Regions from separate parts of the Macaca mulatta genome. Here region 2 is linked to region 1. The links are chromatin contacts, called in public Hi-C maps. All regions are on one chromosome and are shown on one strand. The core of a region is the stretch at or near the end of the contact, and the rest is flanking DNA. Distances in the headings are between cores, read along the strand shown.

What was found. A called contact is a pair of places that touch in the nucleus more often than the background predicts.
Region 2: a contact with region 1 is called in a Hi-C map of liver, with 4 times the contacts expected there. The contact joins the promoter of DENR here to the promoter of RSRC2 in region 1. A contact is called at or near these places in 3 of 14 Hi-C or Micro-C datasets (fetal cortex germinal zone, fetal cortical plate and liver).

The regions. Positions count from the first base shown.
Region 1 is chr11:129,896,769-129,904,197 of T2T-MMU8v2.0, reverse strand. RSRC2 (arginine and serine rich coiled-coil 2) reads left to right here and starts at 3,140. Exons shown (of 10, transcript XM_077955640.1): 1 at 3,140-3,241. It overlaps KNTC1 (kinetochore associated 1), which reads right to left and starts at 2,944. Exons shown (of 64, transcript XM_015151761.3): 1 at 2,738-2,944; 2 at 1-96. The coding sequence starts at 54.
Region 2 is chr11:130,133,396-130,140,824 of T2T-MMU8v2.0, reverse strand. DENR (density regulated re-initiation and release factor) reads right to left here and starts at 4,189. Exons shown (of 8, transcript XM_015151759.3): 1 at 4,063-4,189; 2 at 3,206-3,320. The coding sequence starts at 3,311.

The sequences.
Region 1 (7,429 bases), core at 1,891-4,390:
CAGGTACCCACTTCCGGTATCATCATTTGTTAGCAGCTCAATATCATTCCACATGTTTCTGAGACTGTCTTCCTGAGTCAGGAACCACTGTCTTTCCTGTAACAACATAAAATTAGACACCATATTATCTTGTTGCATAGAACCCGGTTCCTTGGGAAATGAGAAAGCTTACTCACAAAACAAAAACAAAAGTCTAACATTAACATATACAGACATCCTTGCCTTCTTGTTATTGCTGTGGCCACTAAACACTTTGGGCCAATAACATAAATGGAGCTAGAGCTATCATGGTTACCAGAGAACATATTGGTTTATGCACACAGACCAACAATTCTGATCTTACCAATGTATCCTAGAGCTTCCACTACTTTTGTGTGTCTAGTTTGGAATTATACCAAGTTTTCATTAGAAATAAACCTTTAATCAGTATAGCAGCAAACAGTGTAGGTTTAATTGCCAGATTGTCTGGGATATCATAGGATAAGTTTCCAGATGAAGTTCAGAAAAAGTCCATTAATGCTATCATAGTATTATTATACAACAAATAAAAATGATTAGGGAAGGAGAAAAAAATGAATTAGGTTTCTGGACCAAAGACTAAGCTTGAAACCTTATGAGGTTTAACCATCTGAAAAAGTAAAGGTTTACATAAACCATATTACCTGGAGTCTGGGTGGGAAAAGAACACTAAGGAGAAAAACAATCCTTGGATCAAGACTGGTAGGGAATGATAATCAAATAATTACAATTGGTTTCATAAGTGCTACTAGAAGTATGTTTTAATATCTATAAAAGGTATAGCACAAGGAAGAAACAATTTCTGACTTGGTGCTCTTTCACAATGACTAGGCAGTTGTCCTTGGGTGATCACTTAATCTTTCTGTTCCTCAATTCTCTAATTTATAAAATAAGAATATACAGGCCAGGCATGGTGGCTCATGCCTATAATCCCAGAACTTTGGGAGGTTTAGGTGGGTGGATCACCTGAGGTCAGGAGTTTGAGACCAGCCTGGCCAACATGACGAAACCCCCTCTCTACTAAAAATGCAAAAAATTAGCTGGGCGTAGTGGTGTGCGCCTGTAATCCCAGCTACTCAGGAGGCTGAGGCTGGAGAATTGCTTGAACCCGGGAGGCGGAGGTTGCAGTAGGTTGAGATGTGCCACTGCACTCCAGCTTGGGCAACAAGAGTGAAACTCCATCTTGGAAAAATACATATATATACATATAGTTGGCCCTCCATATCCATGTGTTCCACATCCCTAGATTCCACCTACAGGCATAGCGCATTTACATTGTTAGGCAAGATAAGTAGTCTAGAGATGATTCAAAGGATACAGGCAGATGTTCCCAGGCTACATGCAAATACTATGTCATTTTATGACAGGGACTTAAGCATCCCAGGGTTTTGGTATCTGTGGGAGGTCCCGGAACCAATCTCCTGTGGATACCAATACCAAGGGACTAACGTAGTTGTACCCACCTGAAGGAGTTTTCTATTTTTTACTTCTGGTTTTTTGAGAGACAAGGGTCTCACTATTTTGCCCTGGCTGGCCTTGATCTCCTGGGCTCAAGCAATCTTTCTGCTTCAGACTCCCAATGTTTTGAGTTTTAAATGTTCACAGAACAATGCTTGGTTGATGGCAAACATTCAATTTTAGGTGTTAGCTAATTTGTTGTTAGTGGAAGCAGGTAACACTTGGGCTGAGAATTGAAGATCATAGTTTTATAAATGTTGAAAGAGTTCTTCCTAAGAGCATAAGCAAGGGAACAGAAACAAAACATGTTTGGAGAATAGAGAACAGTTTTAGTGACTGGTGTTTGGGTGGGAGTGAGGAGATGAAGAAGGAGGGACAGGCTGGAATGAATACCTTTATAGGTCTCAATTTCCCACATCTGTGAAATAGAGAAACCGCCCATAACTGCCACATTTACTTGTTCAACAGATGTTTACTGAATACCTATTTACTATGTGCCAGGCACCTTTGTAGGAGCTGGCAGTATAGCTTGAACAAAGCACAAAATGTCTTTGCCATTACGAAGTTTATGTTTTTGCGGGAAAAACGGACAAAAATAAAATAGTTAATACACATCTTGTTACGCTACCTCTACAAAAAAAGCAAATGCACAAATAATTGCAAAAAGTGTTAAATGATTTGAAGGAAACAGTGATTAAATGGATGAGGTGAGGCGTCGCTGAAGGAGGATTTGTTTGGGAAGGGAAGGAGGTGACATCTGAGCTGAGACCTGAATAACAAGAAGTCAAGCACGCAAAACTCAGGCGGAACGTGACGTAGACAGAGGGAACAGAGTGCAAAGGCTCAGAGGCTGGGTAGGAAGCGTTTGATGCTGCTGCCGGGTGAAAGCAAAAGTAGAAGACAGTGAGGGAGAGAGCAGTGGAGCCCAAAAAACCTCGACTTCAAGATTGAATTTTATTCTCAGTACAAGGGGTAGAGGGGAACTCAGCAAACGAGTGGCCTGATTTGATAATTTTGAGATCACTCTGGCGGCGGAATGCAGAACAGATTCGCGAACAGGAGAGAATGAGCAAGATGAAACACTTGTCAGTTAGGCCTCCGTACTTAAACGCTCTCCGCTGGACACCGCCGCCCGCAAAAACCGACTCCAACCTCTCTCCTGACGGCGTTAAAGGGAAAAACAGGAACTGAGGAGAGGCTGCAGTTACTTCGTCCTGAACCCACCCCCAGTTCCCTACACAGCGCAACTCCCCGTCCTCACCTGCAATCGAAGAAACTAAAGAGAAACAATCAAGTATGCCGCCCCTCTTCCTGACTCACACAACCGCCTCTAATCTTTAGGTTCCATCTCACAGGTTTAAATTGGCGGGAGAACACTAAACCCAACCCCTTTACGGCGGCCGGAAGAGACCAAGATTACTTTAAACTCGAAATAGGACGTTGCCCCACCCTGAGTTCCGCCAGTTTTGTTCTCCCGACTGCGCATTCCTAGGCTGTATTCTTGGCCCCGCCCTCTTCATGGTCCTTACACGCCCCTTTGAAAGAACACCCAATCACCGCCTCGAATTGCGTTGTTATAGAAACTCTTGTTACCGCCCTTTTTACTCCCAGCAAGCTGTGCGACGCGCCGGGCCTCCTCGCCTTTGTGCCATCCGGGTCTCTCGCGCGAGCGATTTAGTCTGAGGCGAAGCTTCGGAGCGGCCGGTACTGTTGAAAGCGACAAGTGGAGGCGCCGCTCTAGCGGCCGGGACTCTGAACTATGGCGGTAGGTACCGAATCTGAGTTTAACGCCAGGGATATTTTTCTACGACATTCCAAGGAGTGGGTGAACGGCTCCCAGAGCCTTGTTCGTGTGTATGTGTGTGGACAAAATGGCGCCGCGGCCTTCTTCTGCGCCCGCCATCATGGCTGCCTGCTGTAGGGAGGGGGAAGTAAGGCGGTGTTGATGGGGGTGGGGAGCTGCAGGGAGTGCCTTTTTTTTCCAGAACTTTCCTCCTCTCTTCTCCAATCCTACGTTCCTTTTGCCCCGCTGAACTTCCTCCATTTTCGCTTATTCACCCTGGCTAGTGATTTATGCTAAGTTTTTTTAGGGCCTGAGAATTTGCAGTGGAGAAAGGGGCTGGGAAAGAGAAAGACGATCAGGAGTGGTCTCTGAAAAGTACTGGATCAAAAAGGTGGTGTCTGTTAAGGGATAGTGTGGCAGAAGAGAGCGACTTGTAGCGATTTTTTTTTTTTGTACCGTCAATGAGATGTTTCTAGTTGTAAAATTTCAATTAGTGTTCGTCAGTGTAAGCCTTATTATTGTGTATTAACGAGCTAGGAAAGTATTGCTGAAAGGGAGTGAAAATTCAGCTTAAAAGGTTGTAGAACTACCAGTTCTGACTGATGCGCGGTTTCCGAAGTGGCCCGTGATGTCATCAATTTGAAGTCCGAGAAGAATTATAGTTAAGTCTTGTCACTGACCTTGCTTCTTTAAATTTAAACCCTTCGTTGACCCAAGAGAAGCTGCCGTTCGTAAATTACCTATTCTGAACAATAAGCCTGCGTGTGTGTAAGATGCCCAATTCTGACGGATCCACATTATTTTATGCTTACTTTTTTTATTCCGTTAAAAGGAAAATATAAATATTTTACATTCCTTTTTACTGACTAAAAAATTATATCATTTTCGGTAATAATTATGACTCTTAAACGTAGTGATAATTTTAAAGTTTGCTCTTCCCGATAATTGGAATGCCTGGTATTAGGCAGATGATTTTCTTCCTCTCCCTACCCCTCCAATATCTAGTTGATTGAGTTTGGACTCGTTGTTTTTACTTACTGTTTTCATTTGTTTAGTGTTTTGGGCCTCAGTATACTTAAAGAGTAATACTATTTTTCTTGGGTTGCAGGGTTTTTTTGTGTTTTTTTGAGACGGAGTTTTGCTCTTGTCCAGGCTGGAGTGCAATGGCGCGATCTTGGCTCACTGCAACATCCGCCTCCCGGGTTCAAGTGATTCCCCTGCCTCAGCCTCCAAGTAGCTGGGGTTACAGGTGCCCACCACCACACCCGGCTGATTTTTTTGTATTTTTAGTAGAGACGGGGTTTCACCATGTCGGACAGGCTGGTCTCGAACTCTTGACCTCAGATGATCCATCCGCCTCGGCCTCCCAAAGTGCTGGGATTACAGGCGTGAGCCACCGCGCCCGACCGGGTTCCAGTATTTTAAAAAGTGAATTCAAACATGTACTTCTGCTGTGCCTTGTTCAATAAAAAGACAGTCCCCTAGAGAAGTGGCCTAGTATTCAATCCAGTGCTTACATCCTTCGCAGTGGAAAAAGATTTGTCTACTATGTTTCGAGCCGTTATTAGAGTTTGCAACAAAATGTAAATGGTAAGAAACCAAAGTGGCTGCCTCGTAGAGCCAGTGCTGGAATAGAAGGCTGTTTTGCAGTTAACGTTTATGTGTACACATAGATTCGTACTAAATTAAAGCTTAGATAATTTCAGAGCAATTTTAATATTCAGTTGGTGGGTTTTTTCCTGGATACCTACATTATGCTACTATAAAATATCCTCAGGGAAATAAAAGTTTTCCATGGCCTCAGTGACCACCTGTCATTCCTATCTGTTTAGTGTTAAGACGGTTTTTGTTGTTGCTCCGTAGTCTGTTTTACAGATGAAAATGGTTGATGTAAGTTTAGGTTAGCCTGTGTCACAGGGAGTTTTCTCTGTTGCCTAGCTTTGTGATGTTAAGCATAAAGTTAGATAAACCGTTGCCTGAAAATTGCCTAACTTTTCCATGCAAAGGTTGCTTTTGATTCTAGTCTTGTTCTCTGCAGAAGTAAATGGGATTGCCAGTAGTTAAGGAATTCTGTCTCTGACAAAGTGTCATGCACTGAGAGAAGTGATAGCGGTGCTTGAAATTTTTGAGATCCCTTCTGTTTACCAAGTGTAAGCTGTACAAACACTTAGCAAGTAGTAGATGAGTCTGAAATAGTCCTTAAGGAGAATGATGAAAAAAATCCAAATGTCCACTATTCACTTGAAAAATCAGAATCGTCCTTAATAATACAGCATCATTTATTAGTAATAAAGACAGTAAAGAGATGGAGATGCAGTATCATTTTAAGCAAGTCAGCTGATGTTGCTGGATCTCATCTGTGAAACGACAAAGTTGAACTCTATTATAAGGGATGAAAACCTTTCGGCATAAAAATTTTGTGGTTCCAGAAGTCACCCAGACTGGAGAAATAAGTACGTATACAATATGCTGGCATGAAAGCCTCCCTGGGAGTTACTTTCTTTTATTTCTTACTGTTCTTTTTATACCATTGTTAGAGGAATAACATGTAATTTATGTCTTTCACCTCATAATTGAACTGTAAAACCTTTCTTTTTTTAATTTATTGTTTTATTCCCTAAGTCTAGCATTGATTTTGGCACATTTTTGACCCTCAGTAAATACTTGTTGAAGTAACCCGACTTCTCACATCTTCATTTGTTAAAATGCAATACACCCATTCATTGTACTTGATATTTGGTATTCATTTTCTGGACTAATTTTCCTAAAGGAGGAAGTTCTCTAATGTGATTCCTTCTGCTGAAGACTATATCGATTCCCTCTTTATTCAATCCAGATTCCTTCTGATGTTGTGAAAAGTCCATAAACTATTTCTGTAAAGGGCTGGATAGTAAATATTTTTGGCTTTGTGGGCCATGTGCAGTCTCTGTCACATTCTTTCCCAGACTGGAGGGGCAGTAGTGCAATCTTAGCTCACTTCAACCTCTGCTTCCTGGGTTCAAGCCATTTTCCTGTCTCAACCTCTTAAGTAGCTGGTATTACAGGCACACCCCACCAAACTCAGCTAATTTTTGTGTTTTTAGTAGAAGCGGGGTTTTACCATGTTGGCTAGGCTGGTCTTAAACTCATGACCTCAGGTTGTCCGCCCACCTCAACCTCCCAAAATGCTAGGATTACAGGCATGAGCCACAGCACTGGCCTTGTAAGTGCCTTTAGTTTTAACAGTTCAATCTTTACAGTGCTATTTACTGAAGTTATTTATTAAATATGCCTAAACTACTTTAAAAAAAATGTTAAAACCATTCCTAGCTCAAGGCCATACAGAAACAGGATGAGGACCATAGCTTGCCAACCCTTCCTAAGTAATCAATTCCCCAGGTGTATCAATTATTTTATTTTCATATTATCTTCTCTGGTCAGTTAGCCAACCATTGTCTACCTTCCGCATTAGTTGAAACTTGTAAAATTTATACTGTAATAATTACTTACAAAATGCTTTAAAGCAGAAACAACTTAATGTTTTCATAGCCCAGAGCACATGTGAGGAGAGGCAGACCATATTTTCCAGCAGCACTGTGCCAAGGGGCTGTTTTCATTAGAGGGTTATGACATTAAGATGAGGTTCTCACTTTGGTAAGTTAATTTTCTGTTTATTATTTTATAATATTTTTAAGGCATTCTGTTTTAAGATTTTACGGTCTTGAGTATCTTTAGGCTTTAACAACTCATTTTTGATTGATGTGTATGCTAATTTAAAAGTATTGGTAAAGTCAGTTAAATGCATTCACACATCTGAAAAGGACTGTATTTTCTCTGCTTGAATGCTTATTGGAAATACTTAGAGCCCTTATTCCTCCCTCACTCCACCCCATGTTTTAAAAGTTATAAAAATAATCGTTAGAAAACTAAAGCTACAGGCCGGGCGCGGTGGCTCAAGCCTGTAATCCCAGCACTTTGGGAGGCCGAGATGGGCGGATCACGAGGTCAGGAGATCGAGACCATCCTGGCTAACACAGTGAAACCCCGTCTCTACTAAGAAATACAAAAAATAGCCGGGCAAGGTGGCAGCGCCTGTAGTCCCAGCTACTCGGGAGGCTGAGGCCGGAGAATGGCGTGAACCCGGGAGGCGGAGCTTGCAGTGAGCTGAGATCCGGCCACTGCACTCCAGCC
Region 2 (7,429 bases), core at 2,940-5,439, 240 kb before region 1:
AAGTCCCTCATAGACGATGGAGACTATAGCAATAATCTGAACTTCTCTAAGCTAGTATTCTCTAGAATACTCTGAACTTCTCATCTGACTTTCAGGGATAATAACATATAACATTTGCCGAGAACTTACCATGTGCCAAACATTGTTACACATTTTCCTTGTGTTACTTCACTTACTCAAGAACCCTCTGACGTAGTCTCTACTGTGATGCCCCATTTCATGGATGAGTGAATTGGCCAAGGTCACAATGTCAGTAAAAGGCAGAGCCAGGATTTAAACTGAGGTAGACTTCAGCGTCTGAGGTCTCAACCCTGAAGACAAAATGACTTCCTCGTTTCTCACTATACTCCAATCCAGCATTCTGCTACCATCTGCCCTTTCTTCTGTCTCTCCTGAAGATACTATAATAAAATTTGCTACTATATTGTTTTTATTAATCCCTTCCTTGCAAGTTCTACCCATCACCTAAGGCTTAACTCAAACCCTACTTCCTTGAAAACTTCTCTACTTCCCTCTGAACAAAGACCTCCCCCTTTCCTGAATGTCTAATTCATTGTTATAGTCAATACCATTTAATATTCCCTCGATGTTTCTCATTAACTAGACCTTAAACTCCTTAATGAAAAAGTATCCTTTTCCCCATCCTACTGCCTATACACCAATACAAAGTAGAGAAGGAAATGAAAAGAATAAACCTTTTGCCGGGCACGGTGGCTCACACCTGTAATCCCAGCACTTTGGGAGGCTGAGGTGGACAGATCACCAGAGGTCAGGAGTTCGAGACCAGCCTGACCAACATGGAGAAACCCCGTCTCTACTAAAAATACAAAATTAGCCGGGCGTGGTGGCACATGCCTGTAATTCCAGCTACTCCAGAGGCTGAGACAGGAGAATCGCTTGAACTTGGGAGGCAAGAGATTGCAGTGAGCCGAAATCACGCCATTGCACTCCAACCTGGGCAACAAGAGTGAAACTTCGGCCGGGCACGGTGGCTCACGCCTGTAATCCCAGCACTTTGGGAGGCCGAGGCGGGCGGATCACAAGGTCAGGAGATCGAGACCACGGTGAAACCCCGTCTCTACTAAAAATACAAAAAATTAGCCGGGCGCGGTTGTGGGCGCCTGTAGTCCCAGCTACTCGGGAGGCTGAGGCAGGAGAATGGCGTGAACCCGGGAGGCGGAGCTTGCAGTGAGCCGAGATCGCGCCACTGCACTCCAGCCTGGGCGACAGAGCGAGACTCCGTCTCAAAAGAGTGAAACTTCATCTCAAAAAAAAAAAAAAAAAAAAAAACCTTCTCCAAAAGATTAGTGGCCTCCTGTCAACATAAATTATCGGTGGGTTGGTCTGAATAGTGTAATACTATAAAAGCTACTTTAGGAATGACATAAGCAATTTAACAGCATGGTCTTCATATACTGTATTTCATCAATTCTAACGTATTTTTAAAATTTTTATAGGGCTACATCTTCTAATTATGTCATGTCCATCTAACTGGTATCACTTTTTCTTAGTGGAACCTAAAACAATAGTGTACCTTATAAAATATGGACTCCTAAATTTGATGAAAGAGTACAATAGCTCTCTACTACATCTGCCACACAAAGGTGAAGAAACCAAACTAGTATACTTTTCTAATATAGTAATAGCATTTCATGAACTAAATTCTCATGTTAGTTGCTGTACCTGGAACTTTATACGAATCATCTGACTTAAGACGTAATCATTATCTTCATTTTACAGACCTTAGAAAAGGACCCTGGGAAAGTTACTTGAATAGAGAAATCAAGTAACCTGCCTGGGGTCACAAACCCGGTAAGTGCTGGAGTCAAAATGCAAGCCCTGGTCTGTAACTCCAAACGCAAATAATATAACCAAGTAAGACCAATATTGTAACCTAACTCAACAAGCCCTACAAAAAGTTTCACCGCCTACTCTCTTGCTGAGGTACTGTGTGCTAAGTTTATTTCACTATCGAAGATACTCAATAAATAATGAATTGTTAGAATTTTTTAACTCAATGACATCATTTCTCCTTCTATGGTACTTAAATGTCAGATGAGGTCTCTACTGTAGTCACAGAATGTAAGGTCCATGTGAACAAGGATCTTTTGACTTATTCACTATTCAAGCCGCAGCACCTAAAACATCACTAGGCACACAGTAAGTTCTGAGAAATATTTACTGAAAAAATATTTACTTGCCCTTTTACTGTCCTGTATCTTCAAATTTTTCTGAAAGTTTCCAAGATGCGAATACATACAGCATTTACAATTCACAAATATTTCTATATTGAAAATGAAGAAAAACACTTGAAAGTGAAAAAGATCTTGATTAAACCTAATGCATATATCATGATTCAAACCAAGAAGACTTTCCTAACTGTCCTACCACCCAACACTCCAACCTCACCTTCTCTCACTCCTTAATGGGCACCCTCCCTATACGATACACCATACAAACTCAAAGCTGGTCGCTTCTTCACAGCCATCAGCCATCAAGTTTTTTCTTTTTTTTTTTTTTTTGAGATGGAGTCTCGCTCCGTCATTCAGGCTGGAGTGCAGTGGTGCAATCTCCACTCACTGCAAGCTCCGCCTCCCGGGTTCACGCTATTCTCCTGCCTCAGCCTCCCGAGTAGCTGGGACTACAGGCGCCCGCCACCGCGCCCGGCTAATTTTTGTATTTTTAGTAGAGACCGGGTTTCACCGTGTTAGCCAGGATGGTCTCGATCTCCTGACCTCGTGATCCACCCGTCTCGGCCTCCCAAAGTGCTGGGATTACAGGCGTGAGCCACCACGCCCGGCCACCATCAAGCTTTTTCTACATAGTCGTTCGCTTTGTCTGGGACGCCCTTCCCCACCTTCTCATCCAGTTCTTGCCATCCTTAACTCAGGATCTTCCAAGAAGCCCTCCTTTGATAGCTAGACTAGCGTACACCTTGAGGACCTGCAGGCTGAAATAACCTAGCTGCACATCTCTATTCCAAACGGACTGTAAGCTTCTTCAGTCAGAGTAGCCAGACACAAATCACTCAGATTGGGAAGCTGTTAATTCATGCCTCCTCCTCCCCAGCACTCCTCTCCCCCAGCACAAATTCACCAAATGAAAAAGATGGGGGAAAAAACTTAGTACCACCAAATGTCAAACTATTATTATAATGCATAAAAATATAGTGAGTAAAAGTCATTCTGTGGCTACCAACACTTGCCTCCACAATAAAGGACTCGAAGTGGGTAATCGGCATCTAACTTGGCACTGTTCCTTGAGTCTCCTTTGCAATCAGCCCCGCTGGATTCCGAAATGTCAGCAGCCATTTCACAAACCTGTAAGCAAGGAAAATAACACACCCTCACTATTTTAGAATGAAGACCCCAGAAGAACAGCATTCCTCTCAACAGAAATCCCCCCAACCCGAAGCTGTTTCAATTTTGTTGTTGAGTGGGGGACACAAGCTGCATTCGATTCATAAAATATAAGCAATCCCAGGCACAAGATCTCCTTGGTCCACAGACCTACAGGGAAGGAAGCAGCAAATGGACCATGAAGGATGGGGCAGAGGCACTCACTAGTAAAAAAGAGGAAGCAATGGGGAAGGAAAGATGGGGTGAGTACCCTAGGCAGACACGGAGCAAAAAGGTCTAAGGGTGGTCTGGGAGGGATGCAAACTGCACTAAGAGAGAAGGGCTACAAAGGTGCCGAATGCAGAGGCTGGAAATGCCAAGGAACGAGGGGTGGGTCATCAGAGGAGCCCGGGGTGCACGGTGTGGGGGCAGCTAAACGCCACGGGAAGGGCCTGGGGACTCTAAAAAGGGCATGGGAGGGGGCGGGGTGACCAGAGCCTAAGGAGGATGTGAACAGAAAACGAGGACAGAATGTAAGAGCACTGAGGGGACAAGGGCGACCAGGTCTGAGGCGAAGGAGCAACCCCGGGGACGCCAGAAGGGGCCCTTGTGGGCGGGGGTGTGGAGACGCCCGGCCCGGCCCCCTTCCGCCAGGCAGCATCTCAGCTTCCCCCACACTCTCTACGAGCTTCTGGGGAGCGGGAGAAGCACTTGGTGTCGTTACCCAGGCGGTCGCACAGGCCCCGCCGGCTCCGCTCCCGCCGCTATCGCCAGCTGAACCGACACATGCAACTCGCCTCCCCGGCCACGGCCGCCCGAAAGCCAGTCCGCCAGCAGCGCTCCCGCGAGACAATGAGCCTTTATCGCGAGACTCCGACCGCCGCTGGGCGGATGTCGCGAGAAGCCGGAAGACGGGGGCGGAGAAAAATTGGGGATCATGCGCCTTGCGCTCCAGGGCGGGGGCGTGGCCAAGCGGCCAAGAGGCGGGCCGCCGGTAGGCGGTGCTAGTCACCCGTTGGAGAGGATGAATCCTCGAGACGGGTGCGCCGAGGGGAGCGCGACCTGTAACGGCAGAGAGTGCACGTGAGTCAGAAATGACTCCCTATTAATGGGCCGGAGGATCATCGCCCCGGTGTCTGCGGTGTATCCTGGAGTTCTGACTAACCTCCAACTACTGCATAAATCACTCCTGTGCGGGGAGATTGCAGCCGGATAGAGCTTTTGGTTGCATTTTAACACCATACACTAAATTAAAGGAATGTTTTCTCCCTCCCTCACTTCCTTCCTCCCTTCCACCCTCCCTTCCTTCTTTCCTTCCTCTCTTCCTTTCTCTCTGCGGGATAGAGCGTGTGGTTGCATTTTAACACCATACACTAAATTAAAGGAATTCTTTCTTTCCTCCTTTTCTCTCTCTCTTTCTTTTCTTTCTCTTTCTTCTTTTTCTTTCTTTCTGTCTCTGTCTCTCTCTCTCTCTTCCCCTTCCCTCCCTCCTTTTCTTCCTTCTTTCCTTACTTCCTCCCTCCCTCCCTTCCTTTCTTCATCCTTTATGTGTTGACAGCGTCTCACTGTCACCTAGGCTGGATGGAGTGCAGTTGCACAAACACGGCTCACTGCAGCCTCGACCTTCCAAGTAGTTGGAACCACAAGCTATTCTCCTGCCTCAGCCTCCTGAGTAGTTGGGATTACAGGCATGCGCCACCATGCCCGGCTAATTTTGTATTTTTAGTAGAGACGGGGTTTCTGCATGTTGATCAGGCTGGTCTCAATCTCCCGACTTCAGGTGATCCGCCAGCCTCGACCTCCTAAGTGATCGGATTACAGGCATGAGCCACCGCACCCAGCCCAGGGGAAACTCTTGAAAAGATAATATCAATGCTATCTATGTGTCTTTCATTGCCCACAGTCTCACTGACTAAAGATAATTTTTTATCACCTTTGTGTTTACCTATCTTATAGGTGTTCTAAATTGGAGTTAATCTACCCTATCTCAGACTTTCTCAGGAGGCTGAAGCCTGGTAGACTTAACCACGTACCTTGTGTCTCGTTTCGTCTTGAGAAAATCCCTTCCTATTCAGCCTGAGTCCCGTTTGTGAAATGGGAATAACACTGCAATATCGGGAGAACCCACTCCCGATGTTTAACGTGGGTTCTTTTCTATTTCCTAAGTGTCTCGGCTGGGTAGGGAAAGAGCACGAGAGAGAGAAATTTAAAGGTGGGTGTCCGGGGGAGACATCACATGTCTCGCAGGATCTGTGATGTTCCCCGAGCCATAAAACCAGCAAGTTTTTATTAGCGATTTTTAAAAGGGGAGGGAGTGCACGAATAGGGTGTGGGTCACAGAGATCACATACTTCACAAGGTAATAAAATATCACAAAGCAAATGGAGGCAGGGCGAGATCACAGGACCACCAGATGAGGTGAAATTAAAATTGCTAATGAAGTTTCGGCAGGCATTGTCATTGATAACATCTTATCAGGAAACAGGGTTTGAGAGCAGATAACCTGTCTGACCAAAATTTATTAGGCAGGAATTTTCTCATCCTAATAAGCCTGGGAGCGCTACAGGAGACGGGGCTTATTTCATCCCTTCAGCTTCGACCATAAAAGACCATAAAAGCCCGCTTTGAGAGGGCCATTCATAGGCCTACCCTCAGGGCGCATTCTCTTTCTCAGGGATGTTCCTTGCTGAGAAAAAGAATTCAGTGATATTTCTCCTATTTGCTTATGAAAGAGGAGGAATGTAGCTCTGTTCTGTCCAGCTCACCGGCGGCCAGTTCAAAGTTACCTCTCTTGTTCCCTGAACATTGCTGTTATCTTGTTCTTTTTTTAAGATGCCCAGATTTCATATTCAAACTCACATGCTCTACAAACAATTTATGCAGTTGACACAATTACAGGGTCCCGAGGCGACATTCATCCTCCTCAGCTTACGAAGAAGATGACGGGATTAAGAGATTAAAGTAAAGACAGGCATAGGAAATCACAAGGATATTCACTGGGGAAGTAATAAGTGTCCATGAAATCTTCACAATTTATGTTCAGAGATTACAGTAAAGACAGGTATAAGAAATTATAAAAGTATTAATTTGGGGAACTAATAAATGTCCATGAAATCTTCACAATTTATGTTCTTCTGCCACGGCTTCAGCCGGTCCCTCCGTTCAGGGTCCCTGACTTCCCACAACACTACAACGCTTGCAGGGATGTGAGAGTTAAGGGAATGATGACCCCAGAAATGCTCTGTAGATCGTGAATGTTGTTCTTTTCTGTTTTGCTTCATCCTTCACTCACATCCATTTTATTTATTCCCCTCCTTCCCTGCCAACATCATTCACCACTGCTAGTACCACCACTTTTTCTGTTTACAACTTATTTATGTGTGCACTAAGCCATGTGGTACAATCTTTTCCACCAGAGATTCACGCATGTGGCCTCCCCACTGAGACCTTTCTTAAATAAAAGAGGAGATCCCCCCTTGCAAGAGAGTCAACACCACACTAGTGAAAGAAGAAAAGATCTTGTCCCCACCAAAGCATGTTTGATTCCAATAATAATACCTTCCATGTATTGATACCCACTCCCCACTATATGCCAGAAACCATGCTCATTTAGGGGAACAGAGTCCAGCTGAATTCATCCCCCCAAATTTTCTTAGGTTCCTACTATGTACCAGGCACTGTGCTAGGCACCAGGAATACTGCAGTGAACAAAAGAGATGAAGTTCCTATTCTAAGTTTAACAGTCTTAGACATGCTAGCTGATTTAATCCTTACAAAGGGCCAGGTGCAGTGTCTCATGTTTGTAATCCCAGCACTTTGGGAGGTGAGGTGGGATGATTTGAGCCCAGAAGTCTGAGACCAGCCCAGGCAGCATAGAGAGAACGCATCCCTACAAATAATAATAATAATAATAAAATAGCTGAGTGTGGTGGTGCACACCTGTGGACACGGCTACTCAGGAGGCTGAGGTGGGAGGATCACTTGAGCCCAGGAGGTCGAGGCTGCAGTGAGGTGTGATGGTGCCACTGCACTCCAGCCTGGACAACAGAATGAGACTGTGTCTCACAAAGCAACAAACACAAGGCCAGGCT